Regions from separate parts of the Mus musculus genome. Here all the other regions are linked to region 3. The links are chromatin contacts, called in public HiCAR-type and promoter capture Hi-C maps. All regions are on one chromosome and are shown on one strand. The core of a region is the stretch at or near the end of the contact, and the rest is flanking DNA. Distances in the headings are between cores, read along the strand shown.

What was found. Promoter capture Hi-C pulls out the DNA fragments that hold promoters and counts their contacts. HiCAR-type assays count read pairs that join an accessible place to other places.
Region 1: a promoter capture Hi-C map of the HPC-7 cell line shows a contact between it and region 3. The contact joins the enhancer-like site here to the promoter of Selenos in region 3. A contact is called at or near these places in 11 of 39 promoter capture datasets (the C10 cell line, the HPC-7 cell line, HPC-7-derived erythroid cells and 7 more), 1 of 15 datasets of contacts at CTCF or cohesin (pro-B cells), 71 of 484 Hi-C or Micro-C datasets (the 63-12 cell line, the AML12 cell line, B cells and 47 more), 21 of 115 datasets of contacts at active chromatin or transcription factors (the 230-238 cell line, CD8 T cells, acute myeloid leukemia and 17 more) and 3 of 9 other capture datasets (adipose tissue, embryonic stem cells and liver).
Region 2: a contact with region 3 is called in a HiCAR-type map of astrocytes, with 2.7 times the contacts expected there. The contact joins the promoter of Tjp1 here to the promoter of Selenos in region 3. A contact is called at or near these places in 1 of 39 promoter capture datasets (cranial neural crest), 1 of 484 Hi-C or Micro-C datasets (myocytes) and 2 of 115 datasets of contacts at active chromatin or transcription factors (astrocytes and bone marrow-derived macrophages).

Annotation. Positions count from the first base shown.
Region 1 is chr7:66,665,962-66,668,813 of GRCm38.p6, reverse strand. The region is part of intron 4 of Asb7 (ankyrin repeat and SOCS box-containing 7); the gene reads left to right. Among named protein-coding and RNA genes, the nearest start is that of Asb7, 22 kb to the left of the region's middle. Within about 2 kb of position 1,538, at least 4 of the 459 cell types and tissues checked have an H3K27ac peak or open chromatin away from gene starts, as enhancers often do. A contact at or near this core is called in the G1E-ER4 cell line and the HPC-7 cell line, where this site is marked.
Region 2 is chr7:65,369,888-65,372,587 of GRCm38.p6, reverse strand. Tjp1 (tight junction protein 1) reads left to right here and starts at 1,344. Exons shown (of 27, transcript NM_001163574.1): 1 at 1,344-1,778. The coding sequence starts at 1,752.
Region 3 is chr7:66,078,287-66,080,986 of GRCm38.p6, reverse strand. It overlaps Selenos (selenoprotein S), which reads right to left and starts at 1,338. Exons shown (of 6, transcript NM_024439.3): 1 at 1,198-1,338; 2 at 521-655. The coding sequence starts at 1,273.

The sequences.
Region 1 (2,852 bases), core at 289-2,788, 590 kb before region 3:
ACAAGGAGGGGAGAAAGTCAAACCATCCCTATTTGCATTTGACATGATCATGGACACACAAGTCTCAAAGAAAATAAAATATCCAAGGAAGCGAAGGACCTCTAACATTGAAAACTTTACAGCTCTAAAGAGATAGACTGGAAAATGAAAGTTATTCTGTGCTCATGGGTTAGTAAAATTAATATTGTGATTCAGATGGAAGCGGTCCCTATCAAAACACCCATTTCATTTTTCACAGAAAGTGAAAAAACTGCCCTAAACTTCATATGGAATCACAGATCCAAAAGAATCCTGGGGGAAGCAAGTACAAGTGATTGCTGTGCCAGGCCGTAAGACTATGTTACAGAGCTACAGTAACAAAAACAGCATGGCACTAGCACAAAAGTAGACATGTAGACCAATGGAACAAAATCATACCTTCAGCCATTTAATATTTGAAAAAAATGTCAAAACATAAACTGGAGAAAGAATCTTGAACAAAAATGGTTTTGGAGAAACTGGACGTCCACATGCAGAAGAATTCAGTTAGACCTGCAAAATGAAGAGGTGAACAGGAAACCTGCAGAATGGAATCTTTGCCAGCTACACATCTGACAGAGGATTACTACCCAGAATATACAAAGAATTCACAAAATAAATTAAAAAAAAAGATCAAATGGCTTATTTTAAAATGTGCCCAAGGCTAGAACAGAGAATTGTCAAAGGAAGAAACAAAAATAACTAAGAAATATCTCCAAAAATGCTCACCGCCCCTAGCAATTAGGGAAATGTCCAAATGACATTGAGGGTTCATCTTACCCCAGTCAGAGTGGCAAAAATCAACAGAACAATAGACAGCAGATGCTGGAGGGGATACAGGGGAAAAGAGTCCTCATTTACCACTTTGCAAACCGGGGCAGCGATTATGGGAATCAGTGTGGAGAATTCTTTAAAAGCTAAAAGGAAATCGACCTTATGACCTAGCCATTCCATTCCTTGACGTATGCCCTAAAAACGTGACTGTATTTAGAGAGACTTGTGCAGTCATGCTCATTACTGCTTTATTCACAAAGATAGGAAGTGGAAACAGACTAAGTTGTCTTCAGCCCATGAATGGAGAATGAAGGTGTGGTAGTAGATATACCCTGTCTAACGTCATTCGTATGCAAGGAAAGTTGCAGCCATGAACATTACAAGTAGATGAAGCTAGCTATAAAACGTCATTTTGAGTGGGGTAACCCAGACTCAGACAGGAAAATGTTATATGTTCTCTCTTATTGGAGGCTCCTCCCTCTAACTCTTCATATGTGAATATGTATCCTGCAATAAATGCAGAAACCAAGAAAGTAAGAGGGGCCATTCCTGGGGAGTTGGGGTGGATGAGAATTAGGGGGATAGCAGGGTACAATGATTTAAATAGGGAAAGGTGGGGCTCTAATTAGGAGCAGATACAAATGATTTGCATATTGAGGGAGGCTGTAATTAGGAGCAGGGTACAAATGGTTTAAGTAGGGAAAGGGGCTGTAATTAGAAAGAAGGGGGAAATAAGGAAAGAGGAAGTTATAAGGACAGATGTCTGTAAAAGATATAATGAAACAAGCTGTCTATCTAAAACAATAATATATATACATATATATGTATGTATTAATGGGTATAGATATTTTAAATGAAGTTTTCTCTTCTGAGCTGACAGTACTCCTTCCAAGAGCTAATCTACAAAAATCCTGATACCAGGCATGAGAAATGTCTTGAGTAGTTTTTCAGGGTTTTCCAAAAGATTCCCCAAACATCATAAGCTATTGCTCTTACTCTTGGTTGCTCCTCAGAGGTAGAAGGTAAGTTTTACTGATGAAGACACCAGGACCCAAAAGCCCTGATCTGGAACTTACCCACAAACCTCCTCTCTGAGAACTAGCTCTCGCAGTACAAGGTGTCATTCAAGCCTCTAAAGAAAGGAAGCACCCAGCAGTCCTACCCAGCTCTGATGTCTGTGAACCACATTGCCCAGCATGGCTTGATAACTCTCAGGGTGCACTAGTGGCAGGCACACCTTGCTGGTAATCAATAGCTCTCTAATTGGACTTAAAGGCCACTCAACAAGAGGGAAACTGTGCAGGGTACTGGAAACCTAGCAACTAGCCCTAGTGAAGTTATGGATCTCAGAGGAGAACCTATAACTGCCACTTTATTAGACCAGTGTAGTCCTTCACTACATTCAACACTTGTTCTCATACCTACAGATAAGTATAAGTATAGTCCTCACCCTCATCAAGGAAGCTTCTCTTTGCGACAGACAGGTAGTAGGCCCCACTCCCAATGCACTCATCTCCAGGATGACTTCCCCATCCATGGTTCAGTAAATCTCGAGGAAGAGCAGCTGAAAAGATTGTAAAAGTCAAAGGATCAGGAATTTGCTGTAAGATTGTGTCTCCTACTATTATCAGAAGCCACATCCTTAAGATCTCACTAACATGACTCTAAACATGAGCTTAAGAACAACAACAGACATACCAAAGTAGACTGAAAACCATGAGGCCTCAACCCAAAGAACTACAGGCAACCAAGGAGTGCTGAGATCGGGAGAGTCTTCTGCAGGAGGAGCACACCAACTGGTTATCTAGTGCCAAGGGGACAGCCCTGAATACATACACACAAGTAATATACACACTGAGCAGGTTAGACTTGGGGATATACATGTGTGTAGCAACCATTAATAAAAAGAGAGGCCATAAATTTGAAGGAGACTAAGGAGGGTGTATGGAAGAGTTTAGAGGAAGGGGAAATGACAAATTTTTTGTGATAATCTTAAAAATAAGGGAAATTATTTTTAAAAAGGGAAAAACAAAAATTAGTCTAATAGAAAGGGAACAAAA
Region 2 (2,700 bases), core at 95-2,594, 710 kb after region 3:
TAGGCGCATCAAACTGCTAGGCAGGTTTGCAGAGTGCATCTCTTATTAAATGGTAATGCCCTCCCTGGTATGAAAGTCCTTCAGGAACCGCTTTCTCAGCCACAGCACACCCAAGTCTTTTATAATGCTGTTTTCTCATAGGATAAATTTAATCACCCCCTTTGAGAGAACACAGGACACTTTGCCTGTGAAATAACTACACACACCACAACTAAAACAAAACAAAACAAAAAACAAAACTGACTTTAACTGTTTTCCTACATGCCGAGAAACAGGGTTTGGTTTGCACGATGCTCTTTTCTGGTTCAGCTGGCTTAGAGTTACAAAATACTTGACTTTGAAACCTTAATTGATGTTTACATTTCATGTATGGATATTTCCAAGTTAGAATTAGGTTTAAATTGGTCATATAGTTGAATTCTCAAAAGACAACAATAGTCTAAAAGCCGATGCTTCTGTCTCCCTCTTCCTTGTATGGCTACTGTAGCACTATGCTAGGTACTTTAGGATGTTATCTAATGTTACTAAATTTTTCTAATATTCCTTAAGAGCTTTGCAGTATACAGAATGTAAATTAATGAAGCTCGAAATAGTTTTCTACCTAATTTTTTTTTTTTTTTTTTTTTGGTTCAGCAAGACAGTTGGCCTAAGTTTGCACAGTGGCCTATTGAACTTGTTGAATTCCGCGTGTCCTTACATCCTTTTCTGGTTTAGAAAGGCAGGCAGCCTGCTCTGTCTCTTCAGGGGCCAAGAATTTCAGCAATCTTGATAGCCTAAAATATTCTATTGAGATCCCTGTCTAGCGAGGCGGGAGAAGGGGGCTGGGATTATCTCAGTGTCCAGATTTGTACCTGGTTTATTTAAGGCAGTCGGTTTGTCCTGAGCCTTCTAGAACGCTTCTGTTGTGCTTTAAACAAAAACATATCTCCAATGGGGTAACAGTGCCGAGACACATGGTGACAGTTGTGACCATTGTTACTTGCGAGGCTAAAGAAACCACAGTTGGGTATTGGCCAGGCCGACCTTAATTGTCACACTCCTGCGTGGGGCCCATCTGGGGTTGCTGGTTGAGGAGAAAGTAGACAAGTCTGTGTAGGGAGTCAAAAAGCTTTAGTACACAGGAGTTTGGGGTTCTCGGGGGTGGGGGTGAATCGAATTCTGCCGGATCTGTGATAAAAACAAACAGGATGGATCGCGCGGCAGCGGAAACCGCCTAGCAAGTAACTTGGGTAGCCGAGCTTTTCCTTCCGCGCGGGGGTCGGACCCGGCCTGGCCCCGCCCCTCGCGGAGGCCCCGCCCCCGCCGGCTGGGCATGCTCAGTGGCCCGGTCCGGCAGGTTTTGCGTGGCCGCCTGAGTTGCCCGCGACGGCTCTGCCCGCCGACGGCACGTCTCTCGGCGGCCGCGCGTTCCGGGGAAGTTACGTGCGGGAGCAGGCTTTGGAGGAGACGCCCGAGGGTGTAGGGGACAGCCGGAGGCCCGGGTACTGCGGAGCGGCGAGCCGGCGGAGGGCGGCGGAGGCCGAGCAGGCGGCCGGGTGTGCCCCGCGGAGAAGCCCGGGCGGGGCGGACGCTTCCCGGACTTTTGTCCCACTTGAATCCCCTCCCCGTGGGCCGGGCCTTTCCGGCCTCCCCCGCCCCTGCCCCGCTCGTCCCCGGGAGATGTTTATGCGGACGGTGGCGTGAGGAGCGGGCGGGCCGGCGGCGCGGAGTTTCGGGTCCGAGGAGCTTCGCGCGGCGCGGAGAGAGACAAGATGTCCGCCAGGGCCGCGGCCGCTAAGGTGAGAACCTCTCGGCCAGCCGGGCGGCGGGCTGGGCGGCGGGGGGCGGCGGGGGAGCCTCGCCCCGCCCTCCCCGCGGCGGCAGCCGGGGGCGACCGCGGCGGGGCGGTGAGGGAAGGCGGGAGGGCGGGCTGGGGGTGCGCCTGCCGCCCGGGCAGGTGCACGGCTGCCGGTGCCTGGCTCCGGCTCGCGCTGGGAGGCGACGTGCAACAGGTCCCGCGCCTGGAAAGTCGCCCCGGGTGAGGATTCTCAGGTCCCGGGAGCGTGTCTGCGGAGACCCGGGGGTGTCAGCTGCAGCAGGAGGGTGGGTGGGTAGCCGCGGGGCTGGCTCTGGAGGAGTGGTTGGTACCCGACGAAACCCTATAGTTTCGATCTGATGTCACCCGCTGCGGTATGCGCAATGGCAGCGATAAAGCTTGGAGACAGCAAAACACTCAGCTCTAGAGTAGCTATGGTTTATTTTGAGGTTTATTATTTATGTGAGGCCACAGAAGGAGGAAAGTTTTTAAGCACTTTAATTTCAACTTTCAGAAGTAGCACAAAGTGTCCCTACACATGGACAGTAAGATGGGTGCAAACCAAAAGAGCCCGGTGAATTCTGCACAAAACAACTTGCCTATTTTCCTGTGTGCTTTGAAGTGTGCTTCTTGACAGTGTGTTATATTATTATTACATTAGGCTAAAATTCTTAAAGATGAAGTAGAATCCTTCTTTTGTACGTTTTAATTAAAAAAAAATCCTAAAGTGCTTGCTTTTTCAATGACAGACATACAGTGTGAGAAAAATCAATCCGTTATTCAAACAGCTTAAACAGGTGGTGATTTTATGTAGTTTTCTATTTGAAATACTTAATCATAACCTTTGAGAATAGATGGAAATTTCTGAATTCTTGACAGGACCTTGTTTCTTTGGCAGATACAAG
Region 3 (2,700 bases), core at 89-2,588:
ACCATAAGAGCTACCAGCCTGAGAATGGACTGTCATGCTTTGGCAAAATATGCCTCTAGATTCTTTAAAAAAATGGGCTACGGGGTTGATGAGGGAAAATGATTGTAAAAGATAACTCTGCTCTGTCACGGTTTATCAATGATGGCTAAACTTATGACTACGAGGAAGCTAAAATACATCTGGGGACAAAAATATGATCTATGAATCCATCCCTGTCTACGGAGTGCTGTATAAAGCAGCACCCCACTTCCAGTCAGTCAGGTGGCAAGATTCCCAGGACCCCAATGCCTGATCCCCCCACCCCCACCCCCGCCCCTTGACACTTCTTGTTTCCTCCACAAGACCTGGCCATCTCCAGGGACTGGTCCCCATGCACCGAACAAGATGTGCATTGAGTATGCTATACACCATCACGGAGTCTTTGCATCTCAATAAAAATCTTTCAAACCTCAAAGGCATGTCTTGCCACCACCCACTAAGTAAATGACAGGCGCCTTCATTTCTACCACATGGCACTAACCCAGAACAGTCTCGGCTTGGTCCAGCTGTCTCTGCCTCAAAGCCCTCAGTCGAAGGGAGAGCCTCTGGATGACAATGTAGAGTAGGATGCAGCTGAAGAGGATGTACCAGCCATAGCTGGCCAGCAGGGAGCCCACTGGGGGGAAAAAAAAAAAAAAGAGAAAGAAACCAGTTTCAGAAATGGTAATAGCATTTTTTTCAATAATACTCTACAAAAATAGTCATAGCTTCTTCTTTCAGAACCTTCACAGTCTAGCTGGAAATGGACTCCTAAGAAGCGAATCGCTGGGTACAGAAACTTCTCAACTACAAGGGGACTCGGGAGTAGCCCGGAGGGTGCAGAGCCCAGCAGCTAGGTTCTGAAGGACTAAAGGGGACGTGTCTATCTGATTCAGGAAAGCAAAGGCCATCCAGACTCCGTGAGTTACACTTTGTTAAGGAGTGAGACAACAGTGTGTTAGTGTCGGGTAGAGTGAAACGCCGGGCGGAGGACTCCACTGCAAAAGGAAAATGTTAAAGGGACTCCCGTGAGCCAAGTCCGCGAGCGCCCGCCCAGCTAGGGCGACTTCGAGAAAGGTGAGCTCCGGCCCAACAAGCAGGCTCGGCCAGTCCGCGGCGTTAACGCCAAGCCTCCTGGAGGCCGACCCACCGAGCATGGCGGCGCCCGCCGCCCCTGACCTGTCACGTGCAGGAATCGCAGGCTCTCGGTCTCCAGCGCCGGCCTCGCGGACAGAGGTTCCTCATCGCGATCCATGGCGGCCACCGCCACCGCCACCAACGACAAGCCCGCTGCTCCTCTCTGCTCTGCGCTTCCGGTTCGGCCCTATGTACACGTGGCGCTCACTGCCGTGGCGGTACTGACCTATCGTGGCTCGACCTACCTCGACGCTCGACCAATCACAGGGGGGGTGTGACCAGAGGGCGGGGCTGAAAGATGCCCAGGCGGAAGCGCGTTTGACTTTCAGGGAGGAGCTCGCAGCTCAACTCGGCATAGCTCGGATAACCGATCTTGTATTTGATACTGATTGGACATTGAGGCTCAAGAGATTTGAAACCTCCTGGAGATGAGATTTGAGTCCCGCCCTTGTCACCGGGCCCTAAAGGTTTGCAGCATAGATTCCCCTCCCCTAACGTGCGGAAAGCGATCTACTTAGAATTCCTTTCTTCTGATCCACTGTCTCAAGGGAAGGAATTAATGTAGTAATGACTTCAACTTAGGCTCTTATGTGTTACATTACCACAGTTTTTGTAATGGTTCTCTGCAACATACTAGGAAGGCAATAAAGGAGATAGCTGCGATTTGAAAAGGAACTGATGGAATCAAGTTTCCATAGATTAATGGGATTAAGAAGGTGAGAACTCTGTGGTGTTTAAAGGTGGGATCCTTTGGGAAACTACTATATGAGGTCAATGTGGGTGTCCCCAGAGAAAAAGAGACTAGATTTCTGTGCACCCCACCGTGAGATGACTCAGCCTGAGGAGCCTGATGGAATCTATACGGTGCTGTACCAAGCTTGAGGACTTTGAATCTCCAAAATGGAAATAAAACTCACTGTGTCATAAAAACTAGTCTGTTAAGGATCTTCTAATTCAGCGACTCCATCTGGGGACATGGGAGAGAAAAGCCTGGAGTCACTTCACATTATCAACCACCTTGAAAATAGACTTTGATGACTGGATATGAAGCTAAGAATATGAAGATAGCCATGAATTTGCTGATTTTTTTTTTCAGACACAACATGGCTTTTTTAAAAAATTGCTAAATTTTTAAAGTTTTATGATTTTAATAGTTTTCTCAGTGGTAAAAAAGGATCAGTTTAATTTTTTTTTCTTTTTTGGTACCGATGACTGCCACCCCACCTCTGAGGCCAGTTTGAACCCTCTCTCTTTGCTTAAGGTGATTTCTCACATCATACAGAGCAAGTGAAACATCTGGTTACGAGAGAGGAGGTTGCTCATTTGCCTGTTGATCCAGTCCCTTAACATCTGCAATCATGATGATGAAATAAGTAATGTTTAGTTTCATTAAAAGACAAGGTGGAGGGGAAATGTTGGCACACACCTTCAACCCCAGCACTCAGCAGGCAGACACAGGTGAGTCTCTGAATTTGACGCTCAGGACAGTGAGGGCTACACAGAGAAACCTTGCCTTAAAAGCCTTTAATCCCCGCACACTGGTTA